2 separate regions of the Anas platyrhynchos genome follow, and region 1 is linked to region 2. The links are chromatin contacts, called in public Hi-C maps. All regions are on one chromosome and are shown on one strand. The core of a region is the stretch at or near the end of the contact, and the rest is flanking DNA. Distances in the headings are between cores, read along the strand shown. Region 1 overlaps APBB2 (amyloid beta precursor protein binding family B member 2). Region 2 holds the start of APBB2 (amyloid beta precursor protein binding family B member 2).

Region 1 (4,724 bases), core at 1,089-3,588, 43 kb after region 2:
AACCAAACTGAGCACGCTTTGGGCATAGTATAAATCTAATTAATCTGAAGCCTTACTTTGTTAATTTGTTAAAGGCATTGGTAGTGCTTGTCTTCTGAAAGAGCTTCCAAAGTAAGTAACTTCATTCCTACTCTTTTGAATAAATAAAAAGAATTTATTTTTTTTTAGTCTGGGGCCTAGTTGGTATATCCTGACTTGTGGGCACATCTTGTGTTTTTCGTCCGTATCATACACCAGTAGAAGTCATTCCTGAGAAGTGTTAATTTTTGGTAGCAAGGCAGAAGCACTGAATGCAGGCCTGCAGCACGTTGTTCTTTGAATATCATGCCTTGTCTTTCAAATGAATTAAGAAATGTGCTTGCGTGTTACACAATGGAACTTGGCTAAATTTAAGGGAATAAACTTCTGAAGCCTGTAGGATCAAGGAAAACTTTGTATAATTTATGGCAAAAGCTTCGTGAACACTCTCCTCAAGTCAGAAGTAATCCTAAACTCAATGCCAAGTCGTTGTCTAAACAGGAAGCAAGTGCAAGATGCACAAATAATGTCTCCATTAAGTACCAAATTTCTTGTTGTTTTGCAGTTTACTCTTTAGGCACTGGTTTTAATGACTTTTTTTGAAGCTGATGCTTTTGTATCTTTTGTTTTCCTTATTTCTCTTCTGTGGAAAGAGTATTTTTTCCTGGTGGTGCTACAGGAGTTGGTCAGCGTTTCTGCAGTGTTTCTACCAGTGGCCTCCAGTTGGTATATTTAAAATCAACAAACAAATAAAACCTAAAAGCATACACTAGTGAAGAGGTTTTAGTGTCAGAGCAGATCCTATGATGCAATAAGATGATTGTTTTTTTTTCTGTAGGTGATCAAAAGGTTGACCTTTCTTTTCCTCAGGCTGTTGTTCCACTGATAGATCTCCCTGTCAGAGATAAGGAATTGAGCATGTACTTCAGAGCACTAGACCCGTGGCCTTAACTACAAATAAATAAATAAATAAATCTAAATATATTTATCTTGGTCAGAATTGTGAAATCACAGCTGCTGTATTTTTTTTATCTGCTTTACTTCCTGGAGAGATCAACCCTGGATGGTGAGTCAGCTCGCTAGCAAAAATGATTAATCGAGCAATAAGCTAAATAAGGACTTTCCTATTAACCACAAGCTATTCTGAGCAAGAAATATTCCCAGGACTCACTGACCCTGTTTTGTTGGCTTTTGTTTTATTTTTTAAATTAAAATCGATTGTTTTATTTGAGGTAATGGAGGTGGGACAGGTCTGGTAGTTAATTCTAACAGTGGTTCTGCCTTAATTCCACTGAGCACGTGGATAAGTGATGCATCCCAAATCCTTCATAGCTTTGCAGAAGATCTTTTATGGTATAGAAAAAATGTGATGTCTTCTCCCCATTTCTCCTGAACAGAAATGGCCAGGGCTTGTAAAGAGAAGAGAAGATCCCCTTTTGCAGCTGAACAGCTTCTCAGCAAGAAGTTCTGGACGTGCTGTCCTAGCACGCAGACTCGGTGTGGTTTCTGTTAGCACACGCTGCAGAAGTTGCAGTTAAGGGTTCTGTATAGACTGCTGGCTGGCTTTGAAGCCAAATTCAGGAGGGCTTGTAACAGCATCATTAACATTGATTATGACTAAAACGGGAGAGAGACCTGAGCCTTTTGTTTTGCATTTTTTCAGTGCGTTCATTCGAAGTGCGCAGTCTGAGAGTCTGCCTGAACTTTCTCAAATCTCCTCTTGGGCAGATATGCCTATATAGATTTCTTGAATATGTGAAAATAAATGTAAAAGAAACAGCATGAAATAATGCAGATGTGAGACAAAGCTCTTCTAATGGCATAATAAATGTGTAGAGTGAGTGGATGCCCAAGCTGATGTGAAAACTGAGCAAAGGTCAGCGGTACTGGCAGAGGGCCTGGCCAAGCAAGATGTGGAAAGGCAGAAAGTGGCAGAGGAGCCAGGCTGGCATTGCTAAGTGCCTCATGGTGAAGCACATCTCTTGGGAAACGTGGACTGAGGAGTACCTGGTTGGGAAAAATGTTTCTGGCTCGTGGAGCTCCTGTGTTGAGCAGATGTAGTATTAAACATCACCTGATGAGAGGGTACTGTGCAGTCCTGCTTGTGTCTCCGGCTCTTCCCCAACAGCCCGTCCTGTTTTGCTGGGTTTGACCTGCGAATGGATGCGTGGAATGGGAAGGGGAGAGAAAATAATGAAAAAGCGTGGTGTGCCCTGAGGGGGGAAAAGGATGGCTTACGCTAAAATGCTGCCTCCGTGTCCCATGGGGATGATATGTGGTGGAGTGACTGCATCTCCTGCATTATTCATCGCCACTGGCTCCTGCTGTGCCGTGGGTGTTTATCACAGGAATAGCAGTGCTGTGGGTTGCTGCAGAAAAGGTGTGTGTGACCTGAATGCTCATCGCCCTCAGGTCTTTCTCCAAGTGACAGATAAGACCTGGTCTCCAGGCTGGTATGTCTGCTGGGAAGTTGAATCATTTGGAAATGTTTTTCTCTCCAGCAGCTTCTGGACAAACATCTTTAGTTGCCTCTAACCTTGTGGTTTACCCTCTGTCCCATATATCGGCATGAATTCTCAGACTTTCAAGTCCTTCCTTAAAATTTGATGTCTCCATAAAAGTAAGTTGGCTTCTTAACGTGTAGCTGGAAAAATGCTCAGCTAAGTAAGTTGCACCCCATTGTGTGGAGTGTTAAGGGTAAGATCTCTGAGAGGAGTTGCAGGCTCCTTTGCTTTCAAATACTGAATAAGATTTCTTTCCACTTTTATTTTTTCCCCTTCTCTTCAGCTCCTCCAGCTTAAGCATTTTCAAAGCACACTCGTGTTGCTGCTTAAGTGTTAGCAGCAAATCAAATGTGGCCTCTGTGAATTGTAAAGCGTGGGTCAGGAGGGATAAGAGAACAGAAAACACAACCTGATTGCCATCCGCTGGGGGGAAAACAGGCTGCAGAGGTGCTGGGGCTGTGCCCTGCCAGTCGCCGTGGAGCACTACACGCGTACCCTGTGGGGATTGTGCTGGGCTTCTTGGCATCGTAACCCGGGACTGCTAGCCTCAGCCCAGATGTCTGCTCAGACAGTTTCATAATAGCAGCCACTTGTCCCTTCTGTCTGGGTTCTGCTGCAGGATGAGCAGCAGTCATGGCTGGAGAAGCGCTGAAAGCTAGAGGAAAGGGACAGGCTTGGGGATGGAAAGTTGGGGGAGAAGGGTTCATGCTGCCTGGGGGGATGCTGAGTGCTCTGCAAACCCGTCTCAGGGCACCGGAATTATGTGCAGGACGCTTCTGGGCTCTCCTTCCCCCACCAACGGGTCTGCATGACTAGATTGCACCTCCTTGGTGTGCAGGATTCCCTGGGTTTTGCCTGGAGGGTGAAGTCCCTGCTGTAGGGCAGGGAGCCAGCATGCTGCAGCCCCTCAGGCAGCATCGCCTTCACGTGGACAGAGCTGCAGTGCTGCCTGGAAAACAACTGGTGGTTTTATTTTAGAGGCGTGAAGGAAGAGCACAAGGTAGGCAAGGAAGTTCTGGGTAAGAAGCTTAAAGTAAACATGGGGAGAAATATAAGGAGCAGCTCGTGTTGGTGCTACAGCTGGAGTGAGCTGAGAGGCAGCTATTTGAGCAGCAGACTCGTCCTTTGCCCTGGGCAGGATGCGAAGCACATCTGGCAGTTGCCAAAATGAGGATACAGATTCAGTCCAGAGCAGCGTGAAAGGCAAGTTTGTTAGTCTGCCCTTTATTCCCCTTGTCCCTTTGTGCAAAACTCTAAAAAGGAAAAGCCAAAACCACCTTCCAACTTCCACTTCAGACATTTTTCATAGAAAGATTCACTAAAACGGAGGGGACGGAGCTGGGTATCAGTCACGAATATCAAGCCCTTCTCTTCTCCCTGTCCCTTCTGTGGTTGACATGCCTTGTGGGGAGGCAGGAGACCCATCCCCACGTTCAGTCCTGGCCCAGCAGGACCTGACCTCTCCCTCTTCCCTTTCCAGGAGCATGTCCTGGCCCTATGGCATGGCACGGGGGGCTGCTGGAGCCCTCCCTGCAGAGGAAGGGAGGGAGCTTGGCAATGGGCTGCTCATCTGGGTGGGTGAGAGCTGGCTTGCAGCCCTGGCACGTAATGTAGAGCTTATATTTCAAAAATCCTAATAATTTCTACAGGTAGGATTAGAAGGTCATTGCCCAGAATGTTTTTCTAACCAGGAAGGGGAAGGGTGGGGCCCCTCCTGTAAATAATGGATTACCAAATCTCTTCATTTTTGTTGCACTTCGCAGAGCTCATAATTAATGCAGCACCACACAAGTTTCACTTGTAGCCACTAATTGTGAAAGAAATGCTCCTGAATGCGCTGAGCTATGATGGGATAAGTGAAAGCCTTCCCTCCCACTACATCTTCCTGACCTTCAAAAACTTGGGAAGGTAAAATGCCATCTAAATGATGCTCTCTTACTTGCAGCCCTCTAGGGCACTCAGTGAATTAATGTATAAGATGCTCCCTTCTATGGATTTGGCAAAATCTGCTGTCAAAGAAGGTAAGATTTCTTTGCAGACAAAGGAAGGTAGATACTAAAAACGTCAGGAAAATCTTGAGGCAGTGACAGCAGCTTTCTCCCCTACCCCCTTCTTAATGACTCTTTTACCCTTCAGCGTGTCATCAGCATCCTTCACTCGTGTCAGACTGAAGCACAACTTGTTAATACAACTGGCACTTTC
Region 2 (4,487 bases), core at 149-2,648:
CACAGATAATTAGGACTATTTGGAGGGCTTTCTTTGGATGTCCACCAAAATTTGGATGTTCTGGATCTGAAAGAGTAAATTAAAATGTGAGTCTTAGCATAAGTAAGTATTGTTCTTTTTATACAAATCTTGACTAAATCATGTCCACATTTGAGAAAAATGCAAGTACCACTGTAAACAAGAGGAATAAATTTAGGAGTAAGATGTTAAGTGATTAAGTATAATTTCCAAGTGCTTTGCTCTGAACTATGACATCTTTGTCTAATTGTCGCTTCTTCTTGTTCATCACAGTAGTGCTCATAATTGCTTTTTTTTTTTTCTTTTTTCTGTTCTTTAGGCTGATGGATGTCAGTATGACCTGCTAAAAACACAAATATTTCTAATTAAAGATGTTATATTCCTATTCATCTTAATTGTCCCTATAATTATAGTCAGTCCATCCAAGTTCTGCTGTTAGGGGCATAGTTATAAACCCAGAGAACAAAATAGTGAAGGTTCTGGAAATGCATAGGAAAAAAACACATCCTTTCTAGATAAATAGATTCACCATTAGAAATGGTGCAATAAATTTTGAAATGGTCTTGGGCACTCTTAATAGGATTGCTGAGTGTGTTTTAATTTAAGAGAAAATCAGCCTGGCCATTTCATTATTGTAACAGTCTTCTTTGACCTCCTAGGGCATCTTCGGTTACTCTGATGTGGCACTGTATTTTATTAGTGATTGTTTTGCACCTGCTTTTCCAGTCTTTGTAAGATTGTTAGGTGGAAGAATGAAAGATCCGCCTGCAGTTGCCACTCAGCTACTGTGTCATTTTAATATTTTTGCCTTGGTAATGAATAGTTTTTTCCCCTGTAACCTCAAAAGCTTACGTTGAAAGGACAGAACCCCAAGTATTTGGTAAGGCTTTAAACAGAAGGAGCTTCTCACAGGTGTGCTCTTTTAAGCCTCCCTACTAACTCCCCACAACGTCGCTGTGATCCCCTGCTCCTTCCTCTCAAGACATGCCCAGGGCTTCACTCGCAACCTGCTCCTGTTGTTCTGCAGGTGCCTTAAAGCCTCGAGGTTTCCAGGACTGGTCCTTTTGCTCATTTTCCACGTCTGGGAGCACACCCTGGACCTTTCCCCCTGTGCGCGCTGGGTGCCTTTGGAGCCCCCCCACCATCACAGGGCTGCCTGGAGCACCCCCAGCGCGCTCCCTTTGTCAAGCAGCCGCCTGCCTCTCCCTCCTCTCGGGGGGCAGCACAAACCACCGCTGCCTCCCCACACGACCCCTAACCCCTGAGGGTCGGGAAAGCTGCCCTGGAAGCCACCTCAGCCCCGGGGGGAAGCTCCTTGGCGGCCGGGAGCCGCTCCCGGAGCCGCAGGTGTGAGCCGGCCGCCCTGAGGCACCGGCGGCGCCATGTTGTGCGCCCTCCGCCGCCGCCGCCCCGCCCGGCCGGCCCCCTGCGAGCCGCGGCGCTGGGCGGCGGCCAGGGAGGAGGGAGAGGAGCCGGGAGGAGAGAGGAGAGAAGAGGAGGGGCGGCGGTGGCGGCCGGCGGCCGGAATCGTTTCCTGGGTAAGGCTGGGAAGCGTTTCCGGAGGGCTGGCTGCATCCCGCAGCGGGCTCTGGGCGCCTCGGGAGCGGCGCGGTGCGGCGGGCAGGGCAGGTGCGCGCTCCCCGCGGCGGGGACGGGGCGGTGCGGGGCTCCCGGGCAGCCCCGGAGCCTTCCCCTGGGGAAATTTGGGTGGGTTTCGGGGCTTTCCGCGATTTCAGCGCTGGTTACTGCTGCTCGGGGGCCGTGCGGGTGGGAGCCCGGGGGGAGCAGCCCTCGGGGCGCAGCGCGGAGCCGCGTTAATGTCAGGCGGTGCGGGGGGGCTTGCTGGCGGTGTCCTGCTGGGGCTCAACCTTGTGGTCTTGCCCCTCCAGCACCAAATATTGCAGCCCACACCGCCTGCAGGGCGCAGTTGTGCTGCTGCCGTGCCGCAGGCTGTGCAGGGTTGGGCTCTGGGCAGGATGCGCTGCGCGGCGCTGCCCCGGGGGCCGGCTGCGGGCGTGCCGTGCCCTGCGGCTTCTCACCGGGTCCCTCCGGCTCCTTCGGCATCCCACACGCCACCACCCTGCTGCCTGATGCTCTGCTGCTTTCCAAAAGCGCCAGCGAGTTGGCTGCCTTGCGGTTGGAAGTGTTTTCTGCCTAGGTTCAGCTGGAGTGTGTGCGGATGCTGGAGCACTCGGAGGGGGAGACATCCTCGTGCGGTGACCTTGTGGCAAAATCTTGGCTGGTTAACTTCTTTCTGTAAAGCAGCCAAGCTAAGCATGGGTGTTTTGACTCTTCCTTTGCAGCAGTGAGTGTTTGATGGAGCGCTTTGGGGCTTTTCTTTTTTTCCTGGTTGTTTAAGAGAAGATTTGGAGAGGACTCTTCAAGAAGAATACCAGTTTTGTTGCATGTTACGAGAAATGTGTGACCATTCTTAACACTGAGGCAGCCCAAGTGAACTTCATCCTCTGTGATGAAGGAGAAGGTCTAAGCAGTGGGTCGCAGTGATGTGGGAAGCATTTCTTAGCAGAGGGGATGCACAACTTGCAAGCCTGGGTTATTGTTGTTGTTTTCAGTTTTGCAGCTAAGGAGCCAGTGAGCAAAAATGATAGCTTTTGGTGGGGCACTGGGTGGATTCTGCTGTTCCCTTGGTCAGGAGGGACAGTGACGTGCTTAGGAAATGCTTGGGGGGGTGTAGTGAGGACTGGTGCAGCGTTGGAGCTGAAGAGAGTTGTGACTTGAGGAGCTGGTTAGGAGGAACGTGAGTGCTTGAGATTGGTGAGAAATCCTTACAGCAGGCAGAGGCTGGGAGAAGGCCACAGTGAAACCTGGTAGTTGGTAGGTGATGGTAGGTAATCAACTGATTGCATCTCCATCAGATGGCAGATCCATGCTTTTCAGAAGCTCTGACCTAGGATGTGCAATCCCACTTGAAATTCATGCTGAAAAGAGATGATACCACCCATATGTCTCCTTTGGGTAAAAGACAAGGTTTTGCCTCTGTCCTGTGCTGTAAGCGAGGAACCCTGGAGGTCTTGAAAAGATGTTTAGGTGTACAGCTTAGCGATATGGTTTAGTGGAGGACTGGTTAGTGTTAGGTCAGAGGTTGGACTCGATGATCTTGAGGTCTCTTCCAACCTAGACAATTCTGTGATTCTGTGAACTCAGCTGCTGGGAACACCAGAGCAGGAGGAGATGTGCAGGGCACGTTAGCTCCTTACTTGCTAAACTGCTGCTGTCCTGCTGCCACGGAGAAGGTGACAAATGGTGGGGCGTGTTTGGCAGGAGACTGGCAGGAAGGACTGGTGGGATGGGTGGGAGCACCAGGGAATATCAGGCACATCTTCTCACTTGTGCTTCTGGTGGAGCAGGTGCAGAGAGTGGCTGGGGTAAAGAAACAATCGCACCAGAGGAGACAAGGAAAGCCTGGCTCGTCTAGCCTAGGAAATGAGGCCTGAGAGGGGATACGATTGCAATCTGCAGATACAGCAGGCATATAAACAGTAGAAACAGAGAGGAGCTATTTAAACTAAAGAACAATGTTGGCACGAGAACAAATGGATGTAAACTGGCATGAATAAACTTCGGCTGGAATTTCGTTTCTTCCCTAAATGGAGTGAGGTTCTGGAATGACCTTCAAAGGGGAGAAGTGGGAGCAAGACCCCTGGCTGGCTCTTAAAGATATATTGAGGAAGTTTGTGTCATGTGCCTGGCTCTGTGGCATTAAGAGCTGAGGCTCGGTGACTCAGGGAAACCTTTTCTGTACGTGTGAGTTAACCGAGCATGGATTTTCTGTGTTAATGTTTCTTATTTTAAAAATCTGACATTCAGAACTGACATTGGAATAAATGCTCGCTTTATGGTTTGTATCGCTGCTTAGAAAGGATTGTGATGTGCTTAGTGGCTGCTTCCTGAAATATTTTACAAGTTTAGGTTTTCTTTCCTCCAAAATGTTGTATTGGCTTGCAGCAGTATCTGATTATGGGGAAATGTCTATTTTTCATTGTGAAAATTGTGCAAAAGACTATTCTTTAGTTTGTGTATCACAGCTGTTTGAGTTTATTCTTCAGGTTACAAAATAAACCGCAGAAAAAGTGTTTCTTGATTGAAGCAATTGTTAAATCCTGTAAAAGCAGGAGTTGGGAGGGGACAGCTGATCCAGATGGTGTGAATTGAGACCAGTGCTCCCAGCTACGCTGCGGCTGGAGGGCTTGAAAGTAACTTTGAAGACAAGTCTAGTTTATGTAGTTGTCTGCGGGTTTGTTTCATTTGCTGTTAGGCAGAACAGCTGAGAGTTATCTTGAGTGGTGGTTATAGCAGTCCGACTCGTACAGAAGTCTGTAGGCCATTCTAAAAATATGGTGTGCAGCACAAAACACAACCAGCTGCAGATCCTGCGTAATAGGTCCTGTGACTGTCAGAAGTATGTGACAGCTTCCAGAAGATGCAATAAATATAAAAAAGGAAGAGCA

Evidence for each region. A called contact is a pair of places that touch in the nucleus more often than the background predicts.
Region 1: a Hi-C map of liver shows a contact between it and region 2, with 1.7 times the contacts expected there. The contact joins the enhancer-like site here to the promoter of APBB2 in region 2. A contact is called at or near these places in 4 of 8 Hi-C or Micro-C datasets (liver, skeletal muscle and subcutaneous adipose tissue).

Annotation. Positions count from the first base shown.
Region 1 is chr4:55,404,398-55,409,121 of IASCAAS_PekinDuck_T2T, forward strand. All of the region lies in intron 2 of APBB2 (amyloid beta precursor protein binding family B member 2), which reads left to right. Among named protein-coding and RNA genes, the nearest start is that of APBB2, 43 kb to the left of the region's middle. Within about 2 kb of position 2,339, at least 1 of the 8 cell types and tissues checked has an H3K27ac peak or open chromatin away from gene starts, as enhancers often do.
Region 2 is chr4:55,362,110-55,366,596 of IASCAAS_PekinDuck_T2T, forward strand. It overlaps APBB2 (amyloid beta precursor protein binding family B member 2), which reads left to right and starts at 1,399. Exons shown (of 18, transcript XM_072037680.1): 1 at 1,399-1,556.